Regions from separate parts of the Lactuca sativa genome. Here region 1 is linked to region 2. A link is a contact called in public Hi-C data. All regions are on one chromosome and are shown on one strand. The core of a region is the stretch at or near the end of the contact, and the rest is flanking DNA. Distances in the headings are between cores, read along the strand shown.

The links. Hi-C and Micro-C count contacts between places; a contact is called where the count stands out from the background.
Region 1: a contact with region 2 is called in a Hi-C map of leaf, with 3 times the contacts expected there. The contact joins the promoter of LOC111895168 here to the promoter of LOC111895206 in region 2. A contact is called at or near these places in 2 of 4 Hi-C or Micro-C datasets (both in leaf).

What each region holds. Positions count from the first base shown.
Region 1 is chr6:27,891,953-27,895,928 of Lsat_Salinas_v11, reverse strand. LOC111895168 reads right to left here and starts at 2,366. Exons shown (of 4, transcript XM_023891267.3): 1 at 1,703-2,366; 2 at 655-696; 3 at 417-515; 4 at 1-331. The coding sequence starts at 2,032. The coding sequence ends at 182.
Region 2 is chr6:27,708,920-27,713,022 of Lsat_Salinas_v11, reverse strand. LOC111895206 reads left to right here and starts at 2,187. Exons shown (of 1, transcript XM_023891307.1): 1 at 2,187-2,570. The coding sequence starts at 2,187. The coding sequence ends at 2,570.

The sequences.
Region 1 (3,976 bases), core at 1,117-3,616, 180 kb before region 2:
AAATAAATTTGATCAATGAAAATCAAAGCTGCTTCTGCTACAAGTTACCAAAATTTTTTACAATTCTTCGTCTAATCTTTATATTAATCAAAATCCTATACTAATTAACCTTCTTCACTGCTGCTGCATCTATATAATATACTAAGTCAAGATCAAGAAAAACCAGAGATTTTCCTTTTTCTCAGCTCATCATCATCATCGCCGATTCTTCCTCATTCGGAGTCATGTTTAGATCCGGCAATTCAAATCCTCGCTTCGTTTCTTCTTCTTCAACTACTCTAACAGATCGGATTCCCGCTGTTCTTCCCATCGGATTTTGATCAAAATCGATCTGAACAAACAATGTATCAGTTATAATCTGTTGCATATTTAAGCATTTTTTTCTTTTAGAATGAAAAATTAAGAATTTAGGTTACCTTAATTCGTTTCAAATTCTCATTTTTAGCTATTTCGTGATTCAAATTCGAACGCATCGACGCTAATTCCTGTTCTTCGTCTTTAAGCTCGTGAAACGACTGCAAAAATAACAGATCGGTGAGTCGGGTCGGGTTTTGGTGTTAAAAGAGGGATCTCAAAGAGCAAGAAGAAGATGATCCGGGTCGGGTTATGTACTTGAAAGCGTATAAAAAAGAATCCGAAGAACAAAAAACTAACCTTTCTTCGATGGGACTTTGATGTGGAAGCAACTTCGTTTGCCTGCAGATATAAAGAAAAGTAGGACTGATTTAGAAGAAAGAAAGTTGTAAATTTACATTTTTACCCTTTTGGAAAGGAATATTATAAGGACAAAAAGATATAGCCGACAAACCCTCACATAAATATATCCAAAACTCGTGATTATTCCCTTCGGTATTTATTATTTAAAAAATTAAAATAATTTTCATAAAATCCATGTAGGATCCGGATTCAAGGGCGATAAATTCGTATAATATAAAAAAAGGAAAAAAAAAAATATTAAACTAAGTTGAAAAAATAGATGACGACAAAAAAGACAAAAGTGCCCCTGGCCTTTCAAACTCCCCTTTCTTTTGCTTTAGGCACGTCGAACCCTATCCCCACTACAAAACGTGACTTACATGGATGTAAATTAGAACAAAGGGTAAGGGCAAAAATGTCCATAGAAAATATTCATCTTTCTTGGATCTTGATGCGCTTTGTTCAATTAAAAGTCACAACTCGACAACAACACTTGTCTTAATTACCAAAATACCCCTCTAAGCCACCTTAGAAGCAACAGGAAAAAGAGACTTTAGAGTCCTTTTTCTGTTAGCTTGTGGGATACTTTTACCGTCGGAGATGTTACTGACGGAGGGTATTTCAGTCAATATGAAAATAAAGAAAGTAAAAGTCAAATCCCGCGTATGGTAAATTAGTGATAAATTAAGTAGAGAGAAAAGGGTAAATTAGTAAAAAAAAAGCTTAATAGTAATTGTTTTCATGCATTTATTTTCCCAAGAAAAGAAAAAATAGTGTAGGAAACGCCGATCGGCCGGAAAAGTTCTGGCGTGGCAGAGATCAGGTCGACGGTAACCAGATTTCGGGGGAAAGGGAAAAGCTTCCGAGAAATAGTTGAAGAGAATGAGTAATTGAAAGACGACGTCGGGTACACCGGTGAAGTCGATGTAATTTTCCGACGATAGATAGAGAAAAAAAATCGGTGGAAGAAAAGAAAAAGATGAGAAATCTGATTAGAGATACAAACCTTGACGGATCTGCTTCCCGATGAGAGATCTGAAGGCCGACTAGATTCGTCGTATCCATCGCTTGTTGAGCCGCCGCCACCGCTCCACGACAGATGTGTGGTAGGGCTACCACGGTGTTCTTTACCGAATCCGTTTGAGACGGTGGTCGTCGGAGCTGTGGATTTCGATCGATTCTTCCGATGGCCCCAGCTGAAGGATGGTAAGAGCGTTGTAGAATTTGTAGTTGCTTTCGACGAATCTGAAGAGGAGGAATGATTCATCCGTAACAGAAGCTCCGCCACCATCGCATCGTTCGTAAGCGCCGCCTCCAACCACTGATCCTTCGCCATCTGAGCTATTCCGATGCTTCGTAGCCTCCGTTACAAAGAGATGATTCGAGGAGGTTCACAGATTGGATGGATGTTGGTGTAGAGAGAGAGAAAGGGGAGCGTTGAGATGTGGAAATGGGGGATGAAGGGTGGTGGAGAGATGAAAAAGGCTTTTATAGGAGCTGTTGATTGAATGAATTATGTGCGTGGATACGATTTGGGTTTTTTATGGGTTGCTTAAACAGAATAGTAATAAATTGTTATCTTATTATTGATTTGGAAACTTATTATTTTTTGGGGTGATTACAAAAATAACTAAATGAAATGTGTACTGTCATTCAACCCCACAAAAATGATAGTGGATTTAATATTTAAAAAAAAAAAAAAAAACAAAACAAAAAGTGTATATGAACTTGTTTACTTAAATGTTTAGTTTTTTAAGATCAGCATACAAATGGTTTTTATTACAGAATAATACAGTTTAGGCTTAATTTTTAAATCATCTATTAAAAAATAACTATAAGATAATCTTTGATTAATAAAACTTAGTTATCAACGTACAACACAAACGAGAAAACAAACAAACACAAGTTGTGCTATTAATTCTTTATGTATGCTAAAATCAGTTTTTTGAAGACTATACATCTATAAATCTAATGGATATAATATTGGTATGTATGATCTATTGCAATCATTTAAAAGGTATATGAACTCAAAGGCCAATGCCAAGGGATGTTGAAAATAGTATGACGTTTAGCAAGAAGAAACCTATATTTATTTTTGTCTGTTACGTGACCATATTAAGTGAATGTATCCGATATCAAGAGGGGTGCATTGTTTATTCATGTGGTGATGTTGCACGAGGTTAGATGTGACGTTCAACTCATAGTGACCACTTACAGTTTTCATTTGGCGTCTAACATCTTTAATTCGGTCGTTAGGAGTTCTGTTTAATAACCGAATTCAAATTTAGCGATTGGCGTCCCTATGCAAATAATGAAAAAGAAAAAGAATGAAACTTGTGTCTTCATCTTCTCGGACTTTTTTAGAAAAATTACAAAAAATCAGGATTTTATGACTTTTCCAAAAAGTTCATTTTTCTTGTGTAAAAAACTTCAAAAGTAGCTTTTAAAACTAGTTTTGCCAAACATCTTTTGTTTTTTTTTTCTTTTTCATAAAGGAATTTTGGCTGTGAAAAGCTAAGCCAAACATCCTCTTGTATGTCATTGACAGTTGGATGTTTTGTATGTATTTATTTTTAACGAGTAATTTTATTATATTACGGATAATGATGCGGTAACAGTATGTTACTTTCTTATTGTACATTCTATGTGATAGGTTTTTATAAAATGAGATCAAATGAAAAAGTAACAGTGAAATGGCTTTCATTAGACAAGGATTTCTATAATTGAATAGGTATGAAATCTCTTTTTAATCTATTTATTGCATTTGTTATTTTAAAAATCTAATTATTTCGTTGTACGACATATATCTTTTCAGGAAGTTATTTATGGATGCACAATTACATTGAGATACACAAAGTTTTTGGTAAATTAAATGTCTACACAAAAACGTTTTCCCTTTTCTTTTTCCATTCAAGCTATGACTTAATATTTGCAAAATAGTTTATGATTTAAAATTACAAAATAGTTTATTTTAAATTAGAAAGTAATAAATTTATAAATATTACTTTTGTTAGATTTGGAGTTGGAAAATTTCTATGGCTATTAGGAAGGATTTATGTTGATACTATATATGTTAGGTTGGATATATGTTTAGTATGTGGAGGCGTGAAGGTGAATGTGTGATCGTGCACCTCCTTATATTTGGGGGTTACAGTTTTGGATTATGTTTCAGGTATTTCAGAGGATTGCGGGAAGGTGAAGGCGTGATCGTGCACCTGCTCATATTTTGTTTTTACGATTTTGGGATTTCTCTAATATGAAACTTATTTTGAAAACAATT
Region 2 (4,103 bases), core at 938-3,437:
CTAAGATCCACATCCTATTTGGGAGGAGGGGAGTCTATGCTTAAATGTTGATGATTTTAGTTTCATCAATATTTTAGTGTAGTCAAGATTATATACAAGACAAGCCGAATACATTTTGGTTATATTAAAGACGCAGAATGTGTGAAGTGCATACACAGATAACTTAACAAGACTCGGGAAGTCTGGGGGCATTGCCCCCTAAGTCTAGGGGTAACACATCTAACAGGGTGCAAGGGATAAAGCCCTTGGCATGGGTCACTAAGATCCACGCCTCATTAGGGATGAGAGAGTCATTTTCTTTCAACTCACTCAACCCACTATTATATCAACGCCACATAAGTTTTTCTCTTTCCTCTCTTTTTCAACTCTCTTAACCCATAATACATTGAAACCCTATCTTCCCAACCCACTCAACTCATTTAATTTTTAATTTTAAAATAAACAAAAATTATATAAATTACGTAAATTAATTCATAAAATATAAAATTAATTTATAAGAACAATATATATATATATATATATATATATATATATATATATATATGTGGGAAAAGTGAATATACCCTGAAGGTATATAAGCTTAAATACTCAAACTCATCATAATACGGTCTTTTTGTTTGATATATTTATTATAATGTTCTTAAACTTCGACCCTAACTTGATTTGATTTCAATATTTTTGAAATTTCACTAATATTTTTATCTTATATCACATCTTTTTGCCGAACACCTACTAGGCTATATATGTTATAGTTAAAAATGAAAATTATATAAGAGAAAAATAAATATGAAATAAATAAAAATGTTAGAAGTAAATTAAGTTAGAAGTTGAATTATAAGAACAATGGACAATTATAATGTATATATATATGATACAAAATGATGTAGTATGATGAGTTGGAGTATCTAAGCTTATATATCCTTAAGGGTATATTCACTTTTCCTTTATATATATATATATATATATATATATATATATATATATATATATATATATATATATATATATATATGTGTGTGTGTGTGTGTGTGTGTGTAGAATATGAAAAAACAAACAAACAAAATAAAGGCAATGGAATCCAATATTAACTTGTTTACCAACCCGCTCAACAATCAAAATTTCATTAACCGTTGGTAAACAAGTTAATATTGGATTCCATTGCCTTTATTTTGTTTGTTTGTTTTTTCATATTCTACACACACACACACACACACACACATATATATATATATATATATATATATATATATATATATATATATATATATATATATATATATGTGTGTGTGTGTGTGTGTAGAATATGAAAAAACAAACAAACAAAATAAAGGCAATGGAATCCAATATTAACTTGTTTACCAACCCGCTCAACAATCAAAATTTCATTAACCCTCTCAATCCGTCGTCAACGGTATCACATCTCTTTGGTACAATTGGTACCTATCCTCAAACCACATGTGATACCCTTCCCCTTTAAAAGGATGTAGTTTTCCCTACTAATTATCGTCTTATACATATAAAAAAAGATGTGAACGTCACATAAGATATATAACATACGAGAAAACTTCTTCATCTCTCTACATCCTTTCTCTCAAACACAAATAATTGTAAAGTACTTATGTCTTTTAGAATTTGGAATAAGCATGTATTCCAAATCGATTTATTTATGAATTATCACAAATCGGATTTCATTATACCTCAAGAAACATGGTCGAAATCACGGATTTTAAAAGGCGTTTTCATACACAATCTTAAATTATTCAAATGTTATTATTAATAATCACCTCCTAAATGTTTTGTACACAATGATCCTTCTGTAATATGAACTCTAGACTCCGGGTTTATCTTTGATACTTAAAATACAATTTGATCGACATCCAAAGATAATATATAGCCGAACATATGGTATTTAAGGTCAAAGATCAAAAGAAAGTCAAAGTTATTAGGAACTAAATTAGTGGTCAAAATTATTGACCGCGTCAAGTAAATCCAGCCCCACTACGTCTTATACTCTGCCTACCTCACACCTTCGGCCTCCCTGCGTGTGACCCCACTTTTTCATTTCCTATAAAACAACGCCTCTTCCCCTATACCTTTCAATTCATTCAACCACTCATTCATTTCTGTAACGCTAACTCCTACAACTTTTGTTTTTTTGTAGAGTTTAATCTTCTTCTTATAGATCCATGGGTGGTGTTGTTGTTCTTCATCCTCAAGATTCTTTCAACAATCATCATGATAATTTGTATTCTACTCATCAAACCATTAAAATGGTTCCTACTCATATGAAACACAATCACCCTTCTCCCACCCCTAATTTCACTGTATCCGATCGCCGGAGACAAACACCACCGAAGAAAATAGTAAGGAAGAAAGGAAGAACCACGGAGGTAGTGGCTTCTGAGAAATCGGTTAAAACAACGGAATTCTTTGCCGGATTTGCGTTTGTTGATTCACCTCCTCCGAGCTCTGTTCCTTTACCGGGTTTTTTCATGAAGAACTTTGTGGAGGCGAGGAACGATGATCCCACCACCGGTCTCCGGCGGATCCTTGGTTTGAGCCTCTCTTAGTTTCCGATTCAGGTGTTGAATACGTAACTTTAAATTCAGTTCAATTGCTCCGATTAATTTGAAGGGGCAATTGGAATTGGGTAATTAAGCAAATGGTTTTTAGTCGATTACATAATTAGTTTCAACAAATGTTTATGAGGTCTTGTTCAGATTGATAGATTGGGGAAATTGATGATAAGGTAGTTGATCTTGAAGGATTTGGATTGGGTTTCATGTTGTAAAGGATTTTGTTATGTATGTAATTAATCCTAATAGTGGTTTTAATGTATTTTGTTTTTATTGAATAGTTGGAAGTCTAATAATTAGTTTTCCAATCATTTTACGTGTTTTTAATAAAAATAATAATAAATTTTAACACTTGTCGATAATTGTAAAGTGTTGATGCGTTTTTGACATTTTTTAATACGAAATTGTGATTGCTTTTAATGGGCTCTTTTTTAAAAAGAAAGTAGATAGATCTTTTGTCGTTTAATGGGTTTATTGGTGAAAGTTTACTCCACGAATCCTCAGACTTCTCTCATGGTTTTTCAAAGTATGTAGTGTGAAGAATCAGAGAGCTCTGTGTTTGATTTTGAATTCAATTGATACATTGTGAATATCATTACAAGCAATATATGCTAAACGTACAACATGAAATCAGGAACTATAAAAGGAAAATACATATCTAAATATTAATGAGAAGATGGTGATGCACATTGATTTGTGACAGCCTGTGACCAGATTATTGTGATTGAAATAATTGGAGTTATTTCAATTTAGTTCCTGAATGGTTTTGATCGGTTGGGTTTTGGGTGTGCTTCAAGGGTTGAGACTTAACATTCCCCTGCAACATGGATGAATCTAAAGTGAGACCAATCTTGGATGAAAGTAGGTTGAAACGTGGTCGAAGCAGCAGTTTGGTGAGTAAGTCAGCTGTTTGGTGAGTAAGTCAGCTAGTTGATCCTCACCGGAGATGTAACTTGTAAGGTGCCGGATTGAACTTTTTCTCTCATAAAATAGAAATCTAAAGCTAAGTGTTTCATTTGAGAATGAAAAACAGGATTCGCCGAGTATGTTGTAGCACTTAGATTGTCATAGTATATAGTTGGTGTAATGGATTGTGTATAGCCGAGTTCAAACAGAAGAGAGGAGAGCCATTGGACCTCGGTCGTTGTGGAAGCAACGGCCCTGAATTATGCCTCAGTAGTGTTGCGTGCAAATGTACTTTGTCTCTTTGAGCTCCATGATATAGGATTTGAACCGAGATAAACGATGTAACCAATGGTACTACGGTAAACATCTTTGTCACCAGCCCAATCTACATCTGTAAATGCATGTAAATGTAATGGAGAGTCATGTCATAGGATAAGGCCTCTATGTAAAGTTCCTTGTAAAAATCTAGAAGCCTCTTTAAGGCAGTCCAATGTTGAAAAGTAGGAGCATGCATAAACCGAGACAATTTGTTGACAGTAAAACCAATGTTTGGTCTAGTGAGAAACAACTATTGTAGAGCTCCCACAAGTGTTCAATATTATGATAGAGAAGGATGTGGGT